2 separate regions of the Sus scrofa genome follow, and region 1 is linked to region 2. The links are chromatin contacts, called in public Hi-C maps. All regions are on one chromosome and are shown on one strand. Each heading gives the region's core, a stretch centred on a gene start, on an enhancer-like site or on the middle of the called end of the contact. The rest is flanking DNA. Distances are from core to core; before and after follow the strand shown.

The links. A called contact is a pair of places that touch in the nucleus more often than the background predicts.
Region 1: a Hi-C map of skeletal muscle shows a contact between it and region 2, with 14 times the contacts expected there. The contact joins the promoter of RPS3A here to the promoter of ARFIP1 in region 2. A contact is called at or near these places in 1 of 5 promoter capture datasets (liver), 5 of 47 Hi-C or Micro-C datasets (heart right ventricle, liver, skeletal muscle and 1 more) and 1 of 2 datasets of contacts at active chromatin or transcription factors (skeletal muscle).

The regions. Positions count from the first base shown.
Region 1 is chr8:77,889,671-77,896,820 of Sscrofa11.1, forward strand. It overlaps RPS3A (ribosomal protein S3A), which reads right to left and starts at 4,070. Exons shown (of 6, transcript NM_001137619.1): 1 at 3,985-4,070; 2 at 3,184-3,287; 3 at 2,648-2,835; 4 at 928-1,136; 5 at 287-396; 6 at 1-108. The coding sequence starts at 4,046.
Region 2 is chr8:76,268,443-76,275,753 of Sscrofa11.1, forward strand. ARFIP1 (ADP ribosylation factor interacting protein 1) reads right to left here and starts at 1,986. Exons shown (of 9, transcript NM_001252233.1): 1 at 1,868-1,986.

The sequences.
Region 1 (7,150 bases), core at 2,820-5,319, 1.6 Mb after region 2:
GCACTGGGGGCTCATAGCCATCAGCTCGTTCAACTTTAGCACCTGTCTCGTCCCCAGTAGCTTTTCCAGAACTACTACCTTCACCATGTAGCTCCATGAGTTTTCCCACTAAAAGAAAGAAAAAACTCCCATTAGTTATAGCATACCATTATCTTGAAACCATGATCTTCAATACCAAAGGCATGACCAAGAAACCATTATCTGGACGCAAAAGACCCCCAAATACCAAACAGTCTATATGTCTATACAATGTTTTCTTTCAGGAACCCTGTGATTCCTCACTTACATTCAAACTTGGGCTTCTTCAGCATTTTTACTTTTCTAACGAAGACGTCATGAAGCGGATAAATAGACTGGCAAGCCTTTTCTATGTCCTTTCCAATGCTGTCTGGAATCCTGCAAACCAGTAATGATAAATTAAACACACTTCACGTAATCCAAAATATTCCTCATTCTGCTACTGCCTTCACAGGTGAAGGTTATATGATCCGAATTACATAACTAGTTAGTAGCAAAATTAGCAGTTGAGCTTTCTGAGTCCAAGCCTTATGCCTTTTCCATGACACTTCTCTGTGCCAACTGCATGGGAACATCAGAAAAATGTTACGTATTATCATCGAACATCATCTGGGACCGAAACATTTTGTCATCACTTATTCCCATACATTAACGATCGTGATGGTTTTATAATATTTTCTAAAGAAGGTAAAAGCAAGTCCTGTGCTTCAAGTCTCACTGCCGAGAGCTTCATTCAAAAAAAGGATAAAGAAACCATCAAATAACATTTACTGAACACTTAACATGCTTTCATTTCAAGAGATGCATCTAGACAGTTTCACAGCCTGAATTTACACAAAAGTCTGACTCCACCTTGTCTCATATGCTTCCCTCATCTGAGGGCTGTGCTGTGTGAGGGAAAGCACTTACAATTTATTGACCACCTCTTTCAAGTCATTTGTCTGCACCTCTCGGGTCATGATTTCCATCATCTTCTTCCGGATTTGGCGGACTTGTTGGTGCTGAGCGTAAGAGGTCTTCCGAATCTGATTGTTGCGTTTTTTAGTAAAACCAACACAGAACAGACGAAGCAAATAACCATCGGTAGTCTTGACATCAACGTGAGCTTCAATCATGGTCTAGTAAAAAAAAAAAAAAACCTGTCAGATATATCAGATTTTGTGGGGTTTGCTTTTTTTCTTTTTTTGGCTTTGCCTACAACAAATGCAAATTCTGGGGCCAGGGACTGAACACTTGCCACAGAAGCAACCCAAGCCACTGCAGTGATAACACCAGGTCCTTAACCCAGTGCACCACCATGTTATCAATGTTTAGCCCTCAAACCCCAATTCTAAAAAGCTGGCAGGTCAAGTACTCATTTCACAATATTAAGTATGATAAATGACTAGTTTAATTTACAGAATTAACCTCCTTCAAGTGCAGTTACCCTGAATTCTTACTATCTACCCTCCACTTGTAACTGAATAAATATCCTCTCAGCTGTCTTCCCTCCTCCCCTCTGGGTAACTTCTATCCTCATAATCACCTATGTGAACAGCACCCACCCTCTTCCATTCACATGCCTTTTACAGAAACATGCCAGCCTTTAACAACCTGTTCTTTCCCCAATCAGTTCTTTAACTCTGCAAAAGAATATATATATATTTAAATTTCTTCTATGTTCCAAACTAAAGCCATGCTGAGGATTAAACATTTACACATATAAAATATAACTTTTAAAATCTATACTTCTATTACTGTCTAAATTCAGAAAAAACTATCTGAGATAGTGAAAAAATGAACTGCTTTCTTTGTATTTTGTAAATCTTACACCACAGTTTAAAGAATGAATATAATACAACTATAGTGAAAAGACCTTAAATGGTTTCCAGGAATGCAACTATAAAACCTTAAGGGAATGTCAGAAATAAATGTAACGGTAGAATCAAAATGTATCATATGGGACCGAAACATTTTGTCATCATTCATTCCCACATAGAAAATATCCCCAAAGGGGATGGTTAACAGGACACATCTGAACAAATGTAACTAATCCCTGTAGTAATACTAACAGGTACAAGTGCTTTCTGTGTCAAGCTCTGTATAAGCATGTTTGCATGGATCTTTTACTTATCCTCATTAACTCTCACCTTATGGTAACACTCTCACCAACATTTTACAGATTAAGAAAACCAAGGCTTAGCAAGCTTTAAGTTACCTTCCAGAAAGAATAACTGGAGAAAGGAACCAAGATTTCAACCCCACACCAGAGACTCTGTCACACCCATTACAGCAAAACAGGTAATCAAACAAAACTAGCCCAATCCACCCTTTCCCAATAAAATTCTCTAAAATTCGCTAGACTTTGAGGTCCAGAGGTACTCTGAAGACAGGCAAAACTAAAACGGCAAACCTGCACCTAGACGTTCTTCAACCAGCTACTAATCCATGCACCAGGGCTGTGAGATGAATTCAATTTACACAGGTAATTTACACAACCTCACTGTTGTTGATCAAGTTCAAGTGCCAATCCCAGAATCCACTCAATAACAGGACTTAAAATGAAATCTAAACCTCAACACCTTTCTGACCTTAAACCACAACATCTTTGGTCACAAACACCACAGGACCACTCAACTTCTGTTCTCACCTGCCATTTTTTGACCATTGAGCACATCTTGTCACGGGTAAGATCCATGCCGTGGAAGTTGGTCAAGCAGTTTTTGCCCTGAACATCCTCAGTAATCAGCTTGAATTTTCTAAATGCAACTTCATCATTCTGCAGATCAGCAAGGCTCACTTCAAACACACGACCCTTGAGGCCATCAGATGCAATTTCTATAAAAACAACAATCGTGTTAACGTTAGAAAACATATTAAGGCAAGAAAGATAAATTTCATGCATTAAACTTAAACTAATAATAAAGACATTAACTTTTGTTTACCAAATCCATATGGACACCAATGACTTACTGACTGCTCATTAGAAGCTCAAAAATACGAACATTTTTTGCTAATTCTAAAAGTACCACCTCGCTTCTCCAAGTGTTGTATTAAAAACAAGCCCTAAAGGGGCCAAAGTTGTCACCAATAGCTGACATTCCCTCACCGTATCCCACCACAGAAACAAGAGTAGACCGACATATTTTTCAATTTAAGAAAAATACAGACGAAAGAGATACTCACTGGTTCCTTGAGTTCTTGTGACCAGTGTTTTCCCAATATTTCTTATATTGAACATAGCTGGTGCTTTCACATCATACCAATCTTTCTTAGAAAATGGGTCAACCCTGGATTTAAAAAAATGCTTAGGTTTTATCGCAGATAACGTAATTCGTTTTAAGCCTCCCTCAGTTTTTGTTCTAATTACTTTAAAAAACCTAGCTCTTCCCACTATATCTATTTCACTGAGCAGATGTGACACTCTGGCAAGTAAATTATGCCCCAAACACTCTCCACCCCTATCGGTCCTTCCACTATACTGACTGCATTACCTCCAAACAACTTGCACGTCTCTTCAACCTTATTGGCACATTAAGACACATACTAGTAACCTAGGCTCTTTAAGGCCTCATGCTAGCTTACGAGATCCCAGGTTCCACCTGGCCATAGCAAGGGAGGGGTGCAGCGTCCCGGGTGGACAAAAAGTTGCGTTGACAAGTCCGGCTTTTGGAGGGGCACTGATTACTCGTAGAATTTACGAGACCCGTAAGCCCACAGTAAGGAACATGCCAGGCCAGAGACGCAGCGGCACTCCCGACTCAAAAGCGGTGCGCATGAGGTCCAGAGGGCCAGCGGAAAAGCAGCCGGACCGCCGCAAAAAAACACCCAGATCCGCCACGCTCCAGTTCGGGAGTTTACTAACCCGGCACGACCCGCGCAATCCAACTAACATCCTCGCCATCCGGCCCACATCGCGATCCAGAACCCGCCCGCCGACTCCAGCAGAGCCCCTAGAAGCGGGGTGCCACGACAGCTGTCACTTACACTTTCTTCTTGGCTCCCTTTTTGCCGCCTTTCGTAAGGCGCTTATTCTTGCCAACCGCCATGGTGCTGCACAGAGAGCCAAAAGGGCGGAAGTATCACTCGCGCGAGAACTTAGGCGTGCGGGGCGGGACGTGCCGTTTACGTGACCTTTGATCTTACGTTTTCCGGCCTTCAGAACTGGGAGAGTCACGTCTCCGACTGTAGCTGCGACTGCGCCCTCGCCTGTGGGGAGGCTGCGTAGCAGGCCACTGGTCGCCGGCTGGGCGCTCCTGAGGCCCTGGCGCAGGCGGCCTGAGGTGCCTCGTGTTGGTGGACGGGGGTTTCTGTGGCCCTGACGCCCTGAAGTGAGTTTTCGTGGAAGAGGACGCCCATTCCACATCTTTCAAAGCCGAAGTCACCGTCTCACCTTCAAGCCTGTTGTCTTCTCAGGAGCGTGGGATTTGGGAGTAGATAGCATGTCTAGGTTCCTTTGCTAGTTACAGTAATATTTAGCCCTGTTGACCTGTCTGTGCTGCGATTTCCTGGTATTTAAAGTGGAGGCCAAAAAGAAAAGTGGAGGCAGAGTAGTTTTGCTCTGGCGCAGAGGGTTAAGGATCCAGCGTTATCTCTGGACGCAGGTTCGATTCCCTCCCCACCCCCACTCCCACGGCCCAGCGCAGTGGGTTAAGGTCTGGCGTTGCCCACCTATGTGACTCGGGTCACAGCTTCGGCTGCAATCCCACCCCTGGCAGGGGAATTTCCACATGACACTGGGTGCGGCCATAAAAATAATAATAATATGAGACATGAAATGGAGGCAAGGAGTTACTTGGTGGCACAGCAGATTGAGGATCTGGCGTTGTCACTGCTGTGGCCAGGGTTGCTGCCGTGGTGTGGGTTCAATTCCTGACTGAGAACTTTTGCATGCAGCGGGCGTGGCCAAAAAAAGTAAACAAAATAGAGGCAGTAAAACTAGTAGGGGTAAATAAGTGTAACTTCGGGGGTATTGGATATTGTATGTTGATATGGAAGCTGGTTAGTGGAGTATGTTCGCTTTGTGAATTTGAATCTAAAGCTGTACACTTCTGTGCGTACTTTTCTTTTTTGTTCTTGTTTTTTGTTTTAGGGCCGCGCATATGGAAGTTCCCAGGCTAGGGGTGTAATCGCCTACACCACAGCCACAGCAACTGATGGGGCTGCATCAGAAACTTAGACTGAAGCCTGCCACAGCAACTTGCTGCTCCTTAACCCACTGAGCAAGGCCAGGGATCGAACCCACTTCCTCATTGATACTATTCCGGTTTTTAATGCACTGAACCACAAAAGGAACTCACTTTGGGTACTTTTCTATTTTTTTTTTTTTTTTTTGAGTTGTGCCAATTTCTGCTATACAGCGAAGTGACTCAGTCATACATATATATACATTCTTTTTTTAATATATATTATTTTCCATAATGGTCTGTCCTAGGAGATTGGACAGAAGTTCCCTGTGCTGTACAGTAAGACCTCATTGCCCATCCATTCTAAATATAATAGTTTGCATCTACTAACCCCAAACTCTCAGTCCATCCTGCTCCCTCCCCTCTCCCCCTTGGCATCTACAGGTCTGTTCTCTATGTCTGTGAGGCTGTCTATTCTGCAGGTAGGATCATTTGTACCATATTTTATTTAGTTTTCACCTATAAGCGTTATCATACAATATTTGTCCTCTTTCTGACTTACTTCACTTTATGATGATGTCTAGTTACATTCTTTAAGTTTCTTATGCACTGATTACAAGTTTTTATGAAAAAATAGAGTGAGTTCTTCTTGTGGTTTCCCTGAGGGACTATGATTCCAGTGTTCCCATATAGTTTGATTTTTCAAAACAAGGTGTTTTTTTAATTGCAGAGGATAACGAAATACATCCTGGCTAGGTGTAGCCTGCGAGTTTCAAGGGTGCAGTCCCTGGAAAGCTGCCTCATACGGGCTTGGTTCTCAGCCAGTGGTATGTTGCGTTCCCTTCTCTAACTTCCCGTTGGCAAAAAAACCCCGGACCAAGCCAGAAACCTACTCCCACTCACGTCACTCCCACAAGCCTTTAAGTGCTTTAATCTCTTCCAGTCCTTCTAGCCTCCATCCCTTACATGCTCACTTTCTAAAACAATCTTCCTAAGTCTCCAATCCTATCCCCAAATCTTTCAATTCCATTCATCTCAGTTGCTTATAGGATAAAGTCATAGTTCTTATTTCACACAATATCAACATACCTGACACTGCTGAGCTGTACAGATAAAAATGGTTAAAATGGCAAATTTTATGTTATGTATTTTTTGTCACAATTCTTTTTCTAAAAATATCAAAGTCCTGGAGTTCCCGCTGTGGTGCAACAGGATCAGTGGCACCTCTGTCGAACCAGACACAGGTTCAATCCCAGTCTGGCACAGTGAGTTAAAGGATCCAGCACTACTGCAGCTGTGGTGTAGCTGGCAACTGAAGCTCAGATCTGATCCCTGACCCAGGAACTCCATATGCTGAGGGGAGGCTGAAAAAGAAAAAAAAAAAGTTCTTAGCTGAGAATCCAAAACCTTTTATCTTCAGTTACCGCCCCTTTCATCCTCACATTATCTTAGTCTTTATTGGTTACCCCAACTCCTGGCCATCTAGAACCATTTAAAATTCCTTGGACTAAGTTTTCTTTTGCCTCCATTCCTTTTCCCTCACCAGCAGGCAAATACCTGTGCAATTTCAAGACAGCTCAGCTTCATTTCCTTTTCTTTTTTTCTTTTTTTTTTTCTTTTGGCTGCTCCCATAGCAGCAGAAGTTCCTGGGCGAGGGACTGACCCTGCCTCACAGCAGTGACCCGGTCACTGCAGTGACAATGCTGGATACTTAACCCGCTGTGCCACAGGGGAACTCCTCAGCTTCATTTCTTCTCTAAGAGTTTGATTCCTTAGGCAAACAGGCTTTCCCTCACACCTGCTCCCAGAAGACCTAAAACTACTTGTTAGTAACTATTGATTAAACGTGTCCCTTTCTCATTGTAAGCAAGGGGGCCCACAGTGCAGTCATTTTCTTATTTGTGTCCATTTCTTAGCACATAATGGACCCTAATAATACTCATTGGATCAGTAACTAATGGTAGACAACATTGGTGTGTTCCCAATCTTTTGAACTTAATGGATCAGTCTAGCTTTTCAAAATAATT
Region 2 (7,311 bases), core at 736-3,235:
CTCAGTGGGTTAAGGATCCGGCGTTGCCATGAGCTGTGGTGTAGGTTGCAGACGCGGCTCGGATCCCGCGTTGCTGTGGCTCTGACGTAGGCTGGTGGCTGCAGCTCCGATTCAACCCCTAGCCTGGGAGCCTCCATATGCCGCGGGAGCGGCCCAAGAAATAGCAACAACAACAACAACAACAAAAAGACAAAAGACAAAAAAAAAAAAAAAAAAAAAAGTTTCATTAACTTCAAAAAGACACTACCTAAGGAGTGCCTTTTAGTCTATCTGAAGGTTATATACCTCTTTTGAGAATTTGATAAAAAAAAATGGACATTCTCCCCAGCGGGGTTGAAAACGCACTCAAACAAAACTTTTCAACCATAATTGGGGGGGGGTGAAGGGGTGAGGAAACACCCTGAAAGTCACTGACCCCTAGACCATGGAACCCCAAAGCACAACCCAGGATTAAGGCAAACTAATTTATCAATCTGAAAAGATGAAAGTAACTGAGGCAGAGATTTTAACCCAGAAAATAAAATAAAATGAGACATATTTTCTCAGCTAATGGAGTGTTAGATGTAGTGGTTGGGAGAAAGTGTTGGCCATGTTAGCAAGGAAAGCAAAAAAAAAAAAAGAAAGAAAGAAAGAAAAGAAAGGAAAAACAAACAAACCAAAAAACCCCACAGGACTAACAAAAGAAAAGTGAATTTAAAACAATAGTGACGTAGAATCTGTTGTATTCACTCTGAGACAGCAGCGATAAAATAGCCAATCCCTGCAGACTTGACACAGGAATGATTTAACGTAACCAATTCCGGCGCACGTTCCCATGCCAAAAAAGCTAATTAAATTGCAATGTGAACACACACCTGCCACACTTGCAAGTGAAAACACAAGTTCACGAGAAGTCCTGCAACTCTTCCATTTTTTCCCTTTAGAACAGAGTTAGAGAAATGACATGCTTTAATCTAGGAAAAAATGAAGGGAGGGGGACAGAAATCCTAAAAGGGGGCGGCTAAAGGATCTGCAGGAAGTGCAGACTACAAACTTTTTTGAGATCAAAGGGTTCGAGAGGGAGATAAGAAAAAAACAAAGGAAGTAATAAGTAAAAGGGAAAAGCGTCTAGAAACAGTTCTTTAAAACAAAACAAAAAAAATCCTTTTTCCTAGACACGTAAACAGTAGTAACTTGGCAAAGAGGAACGGACGAGACGCCAGCACAACTTCCTTCCCAACTCCAGCATTCCTTGGCGGTCCGCGTAAGCTGAGCAAGGCTCAGGACCTTTCACAGGCGGGGCGCCTCCCTGCACCACTGCCCGAAGAGCCTCTCGCAGGGACTACCGCGTCTCCCTCCCTCCCACTGCGGAGGAGAGAAGTGCGGGATGCGGGGAAAGGCAGAGAACCGTAAAGGCTGGACCCCCAAACCTGACGGTGGCCCACTCCGAGTGGACCCACTCCTGGATCCTGCCACCCCTTTTCCCACTCGATGCGTGCAAAACCGGGAGGGCGCCGCCCCAGGAGGGCCGGTCCTACCTCTTCACCCGGCACACGCAGGTGGGACAGAAGGGAGGAAGGGGCAGAGATCCAAGGCCGAATACCTGAGCAGAGACAGATGGCACGGACTAAGGACAGAAGTGCCCAGTGAAAGTCCGGAACTGAGAGCCCCAGCGGCAACGTGTCCCGCCCCGTCAACCCCTCCCAGCCGCCTTCCCCCGCCTCTTCCCCGCCGGCCATCTCCGCCTTCACCTGTCCGCGGAGAAGCCAGCGGTTCTCACGTCGAGTATCAGCCCTGCCTTCTGCTCTCCAGAGTTGCCTCAGCCCTGGCCCCAAGTGAGCGGAAACGCGACCTGAGCCTCCTCCTTCCTACCCTCCCCCCCACGCACCTCGGCTCCGCGGGGGCGGGGAGCAAGTGCAGCTGTCACAGCCTCACCCTGACCGACGGCCGAGGACACGCAGAGCCGCGGCCTCCCAACCCGGCCTGCAACCCCCGAGCCGAGAGCAGCGGAGCCGGAAGTGAGGGGACCGGAAGTAGCGTTGTCCGTGGCTCTGGACGGCCTCTCTCTCCCTCGATCTGGCCGGCCCAGCCGCGTCTCGATGGTGCCGGCGCACCTCCCCCAAGGCCCCCTCCACCGCCCTCCGGGAGGCGGGCCCCGCCCCTCCCTCTGCGGCCCTAGCAACCACATCCGGGACTCAGCCGGCGCCGTTGCCCGGGTAATTTTCTAGCTGCGGTGGGATCACCAAGGGGTGTGAGCGCGGGTAAAGAAGCACTTGCCAGAGTTGCAAGCTCGCGGGGAGACTCGTAGGCTGGTCTTGAGTGGTCGGAGGTCCAGAAGCCTTCAGCATCCTTTCTTTCTCACTCACACACCCCAGCCTCGGACGTTAGGCGCGCCCCCCCCCGCCCCCTCCGCGCCCCGCGCCCGGCAACAGACGGTGAGCCGGTGGCGGGAGGGTTGGAGGTTGAAGGTAGCTCACCGCCTGGCCCTCCTAGGAGAGCCAAAGCTTATTTCTCAGCTGCCGGAGAGCATATAGAAGGTTATTCCAGCCCCTTGGGGGGGGGCGGGGAGAGAATGCAGAATTTATGGAGTATAGGGGATGCGGGCGCCTGACTCTTCCTTCTTCCCCAGTGCTTGGAAGGACCCACTCTGGCCACGTCACTCACGCCCACCCCCTTCAGGAAGACCAGAACCCCTTGCCCTGCGTCCCTGAGTTCTTACGACCTGTTCTGTTTTGTGATCATTTCTGCTCTGCTCGCTCGCAGGCAGTGGATCCATGATACTTTGCTTTCCTGCTTCCCTTTCTTCATCCAGGTGACCAGTTTCTGCTAGCTTTGCTCGCCCCGTTACTTAAACAGATTACTGCCCTGCCTACAGAAACCGCTGAACAACCTTTCTTTCAGAGCCCTTTGTAGTTTCCTAAGAGGAGGCTCCAACCTGTACCTCGGATGTTCTCCCTGTCCCCAGCGCTGTATGCAGAGAAACCTGAAGCTCATTTACACACAATACAGACCCGTGATCCACCCCGCGCACATCTCCCTTCAAAGTTCTGGACTGCTTTTCCTTTGACAGCTCTTGGGTGCTCGTTTTCACCGCCATTTCACTTGCAGAAATGCTAAAGGTAACAGTACTCTCTGTGGGATCTCCCTCTCTTTAGACTTGTACTACTCACCTGCCTTGCTGCATTAATCAACAAGCCATTTTTATTGACTAAGCGCCCAAAGGCAGAACTCTGCTTCTCCAAATTGAGGGGGAGAGTTTCAGCGTAGTGAATGGTACATCCCTGTAGATATCGTCCGCATATCTGTGAACAGTAAAAACCCATGACACCACAAATGTTTCAAAAGTAAATAACAATATTTATTATCCGAGCTCTCCAGGACACCTCTGCAAAACCATAATGAAATCCTAAAACATTAATCTGTGGTTAAAGGGTCCTTATCTTAAATGGCTCTGTCCTTAACCAAAAAAAGAAAAAGAAAGAGTGAATATATATAAAAGTAATGCATAGAGTTCTAACAGTTTACTGTGGATATTCCTTTTCCAGGCCATCTGGTTAGTCTTCTCAATTGTAAGGAAAGGACCCCAATCTAAAATAAGTACTGCTCTGCTCTTGTTAAATAGGAACTTAAGAATGGAACTTAGTAGCCAAGTACAAGTGTTCTTCTTAGAGTTTCAGAGGAGTGATTAGGAAGATGTTCATAGCTGTGTACAGTGATACTTGAATGATGCTTAACTGTTTGATCTGGCTGGTGCCCTAAGGACTCCTGCCAGATGTCTCTTGAGACTGGGGACTCTTGACTTCGCTGAAGAAATCTATTAAACTTTTAGGCTCAGAGGTGTTTCTTTTATTAGAATGGTGGACACTTGCTTTGATTATTTGTCCTTAGCTGAATAGTTTTCTTGGCAGCTGCTGGTTTTGATAGAGCTTCTGATGGACTTGAGACTAATGCTAACTTCTGCTTGGTGAAGGTGCTGTCAGTCATTTTAGGTGCTCTTTGGTCTGCTGCAATTCTGGTATTTTGCATTAATAGTCCTTATACGTGGTGTTATGCTGTGCAAGGCTGTACACAAGATTAATCGTCCTATGAGTTCTGCTTCCCCAAGGGAAATTAGAAAGTAGGCTGACTGGAACGGATACACTGCAAGCTACTTCAGCTGGTGATGGAAAACAGTGAAATTCTAGGCACTTACTTTGGGAAAAAGAAGCAGTAGCCAGTATTCTTTGGATCGGGGGAAATTTTTTCATTCTAACTCAAAAACTTTATTTTAAAGCTGACCCTGTTGAGATGAGGTTTTGTTTTATTTTTTCGCTCGCTCTCTCGTGCTCTCGCTCTCTTGCTGTCTCCCTTCCCCCCTTTTCTCTTTCTCCTACAGCTTGAGGAATTCTGCCTGCCCATTCTCTTTAGGAAGAATATAGATTACTGTTTTGCTTTTATTAGTGTTATGTTTGGAGGGGTAAGAAAAAAATGGAATAACTTCCTGTCATAATATACTCACTACATGGGGCTTATTTATTCATTTACCTTTGCTCTGTTTTGGCTATTATTCAGCTTTAGAAAAATCAGGTACTGGAATTCCAGATGTGGCTCAGCAGTAGCAAATCCGACTAATATCCATAAGGATGCAGGTTCTATCCCTGGCCTCGCTCTGTGGGTTATGGATCTGGCATTGCCATGAGCTGTGGTGTAGGTCGCAGATGCGGCTTGGATCTGGCATTGCTGTGGCTGTGGCAAAGGCTGGCAGCTACAGATCAGATTCGACCCCTTGCCTGAGAACTTCCATGTGCTGCTGGTGCAGCCCTAAAAAGACAAAAAAAATTTAAATAATAAAGAGAAAAAAGAAAAATCAAGTACTGTTTATTCACTTGGCTTGTGGGGAACCCTGGCAGCTTATCTCTTATTTATTGACAAGGAAGGAAAGAAGACAACAGGTTGAAGGATGTTAATTTTCCTTTCTGAATGAATTAAGTGCACGTGCCACCTTTTTGCTTTAGATGTTGTATACTGTATGCTACTTATCAATATTATTTCCTCAAAAAGAAAGAAGGTACTACCTTCCGATCTTTTCTAGGGGAATTCTCATAGTATCACAATAATTTCATCAGTCTTTATCTACAGCTTCCTTTTCATTAAGAGATATTTAGTTAGCTTGGAGTTCCCTTCGTGGCTCAGTGGTTAACGAACCCAACTAAAATCCATGAGGATGTGCGTTCGATCCCTGGCCTCCCTCAGTGGGGTAAGGATGAGGCATTGCCGTGAGCTGTGGTGTAGGTGGCAGATGAGGCTTGGATCTGGCGTTGCTGTGGCTGTGGTGCAGGCCAGCAGCTCTAGCTCTGATTGGAACCCTAGCCTGGGAACCTCCATATGCTGTGCAGGTGTGGCCCTAAAAAGCAAAAAAAAAAAAAAAAAAAAGAGAGAGAGCGATATTTAGTTACTGATTGCACAGTATAGTTCTCTGGAGGCAAACCCTTTGTTAGAGGATACTGATTAATGGTTCTGGAATGACCAGATCATATGGTAGTTCTGTCTTTAGTTTGAGGAACCTCCATACTATTTTCCATAGCGGCTGCCCCAATTTACATTCCCAACAACAGTGTACAAGGGTTCCCTTCTCTCCACATCCTCACCAACATTTGTTAGTATTTGTAGACATTTTGATGACATTCTGACAGATGTGATATCTCATTATGATTTTAATTTGCACTTCTCTGATGGCTAGTAATTCTGAGCATCTTTTCATGTGCCTGTTGGCCATCTGTGTATCTTCTTTGGAAAAAGATCCAACCACGTCTTCTCCCCATTTTTAAATGGGTTGTTTTTTGATATTAAGTTGTGTAAGCTGCTTATATATTTTGGATATTAACCCCTTCTCCATCGTATCATTGGCAAATATTTCTTCCTATTCCAAAATGGCTACCTACCTACCATACCAAAATGGCTTTTCATTTTGTCAGTGTTTTCCTTTGCTGTCCAAAAGTTTTTAAGTTTAATTAGGTTACGTGAACCATTTCTCCTGCTGGAGGAGGCTCTGCTCACAGCCAACAAAAAACCCCGAGACCTGAGTTCAACAACCATAGAAATTGAATTCTGAAAATAACCTGGATGAACTTGGAGATAGATACTTCCTCAACCTCTAGATAAGCGCCCATCCTGACTGATGTCCTGATTTCTGCCCTGGAAAACCCAAAGCAGAGGACTCAGTTCAGCCCTCCTGGACTTCTGGCTACCGAACTGTGAGATAATAAATGGGTATTGTTTTAAGCCACCAAATGTATGTTCATTTGTTGCACAGTAATAGAAGATGAATATATTTGTAAAATAGATTATTTTTACATTTATAATTTTGGGGGGCAGGGATGTAAATCCCTCAGTGTGGACTTGATAAAAGTTATACGCATTTTTAAGATTTTCGTGTTTTATTACTAATTTGCCCTCCATGAGTTTTGTACCAATTTATGTACCTCCTAACAACCTATATTACTGCATCCTGGCAAATGCTAGATACTGTTGTTTTGGTAAGCAAAAACAAAAACAAAAACATATCTCCTGTTTTGAAGGGAGATTGACATTTCTCTTATTGCCAATAGAATTGACCATTTTTTTAAGAAAATAAACACTTTGTTTTTTCAAGTTTATAAGATAGTTCCCATTACATATAACATTATGGTCAAGGACTCTACAGCCACAAATGCCCGCAGTCACATAAATACGTCCAGTCAATGCCTTTTCCTGCTAAATGAGGCATCTCAAGCCCAGCGCATCAGGTATTTTAAGTAGAAGTCATCTGTAATGGGGTGGGGATGGGGGAGGGACACCCATCAGTGCATTGGGAACCTTTGTTTTGTTTATTTGGAGTTCAGTTGGTAAGTCTTTTTTAGTGAATTGCCTGTTCTTATTCTTTGGTTAGCTTTACTGCTGACATGTAGAAAGTTGTTCCTGACATGTTATACAGCATTTTTCTGCTGCAGTATTATCAAAGGGTAGAATGATTGAGAGAATGAATACTTCTAAGAAATATTAGCTTCTGCCCTTACTCCCTGCAAAAAAACATCCCAGCTATCATACTGTGGGAGAATGAAAAATGTCAGCTTCATTGATTAGGCAATATTGGTGCCTTATCCTTTGCCAGGGAAAAAGTCTAGCTTTTCCATTTTAGCACTAGAAATGTGGTTGTTTCAGGAATAAAGATATATCACATCTTACCAGGGGAAATTGTAGCTTTGACTACTCTGGCATTTTTAATTAATTTTTTTTTTCTGCTTTTTAGGACCACACTTGCAGCATATGGAGGTTCCCAGGCTAGGGGTCAAATCAGAGCTGCAGCTGCCAGCC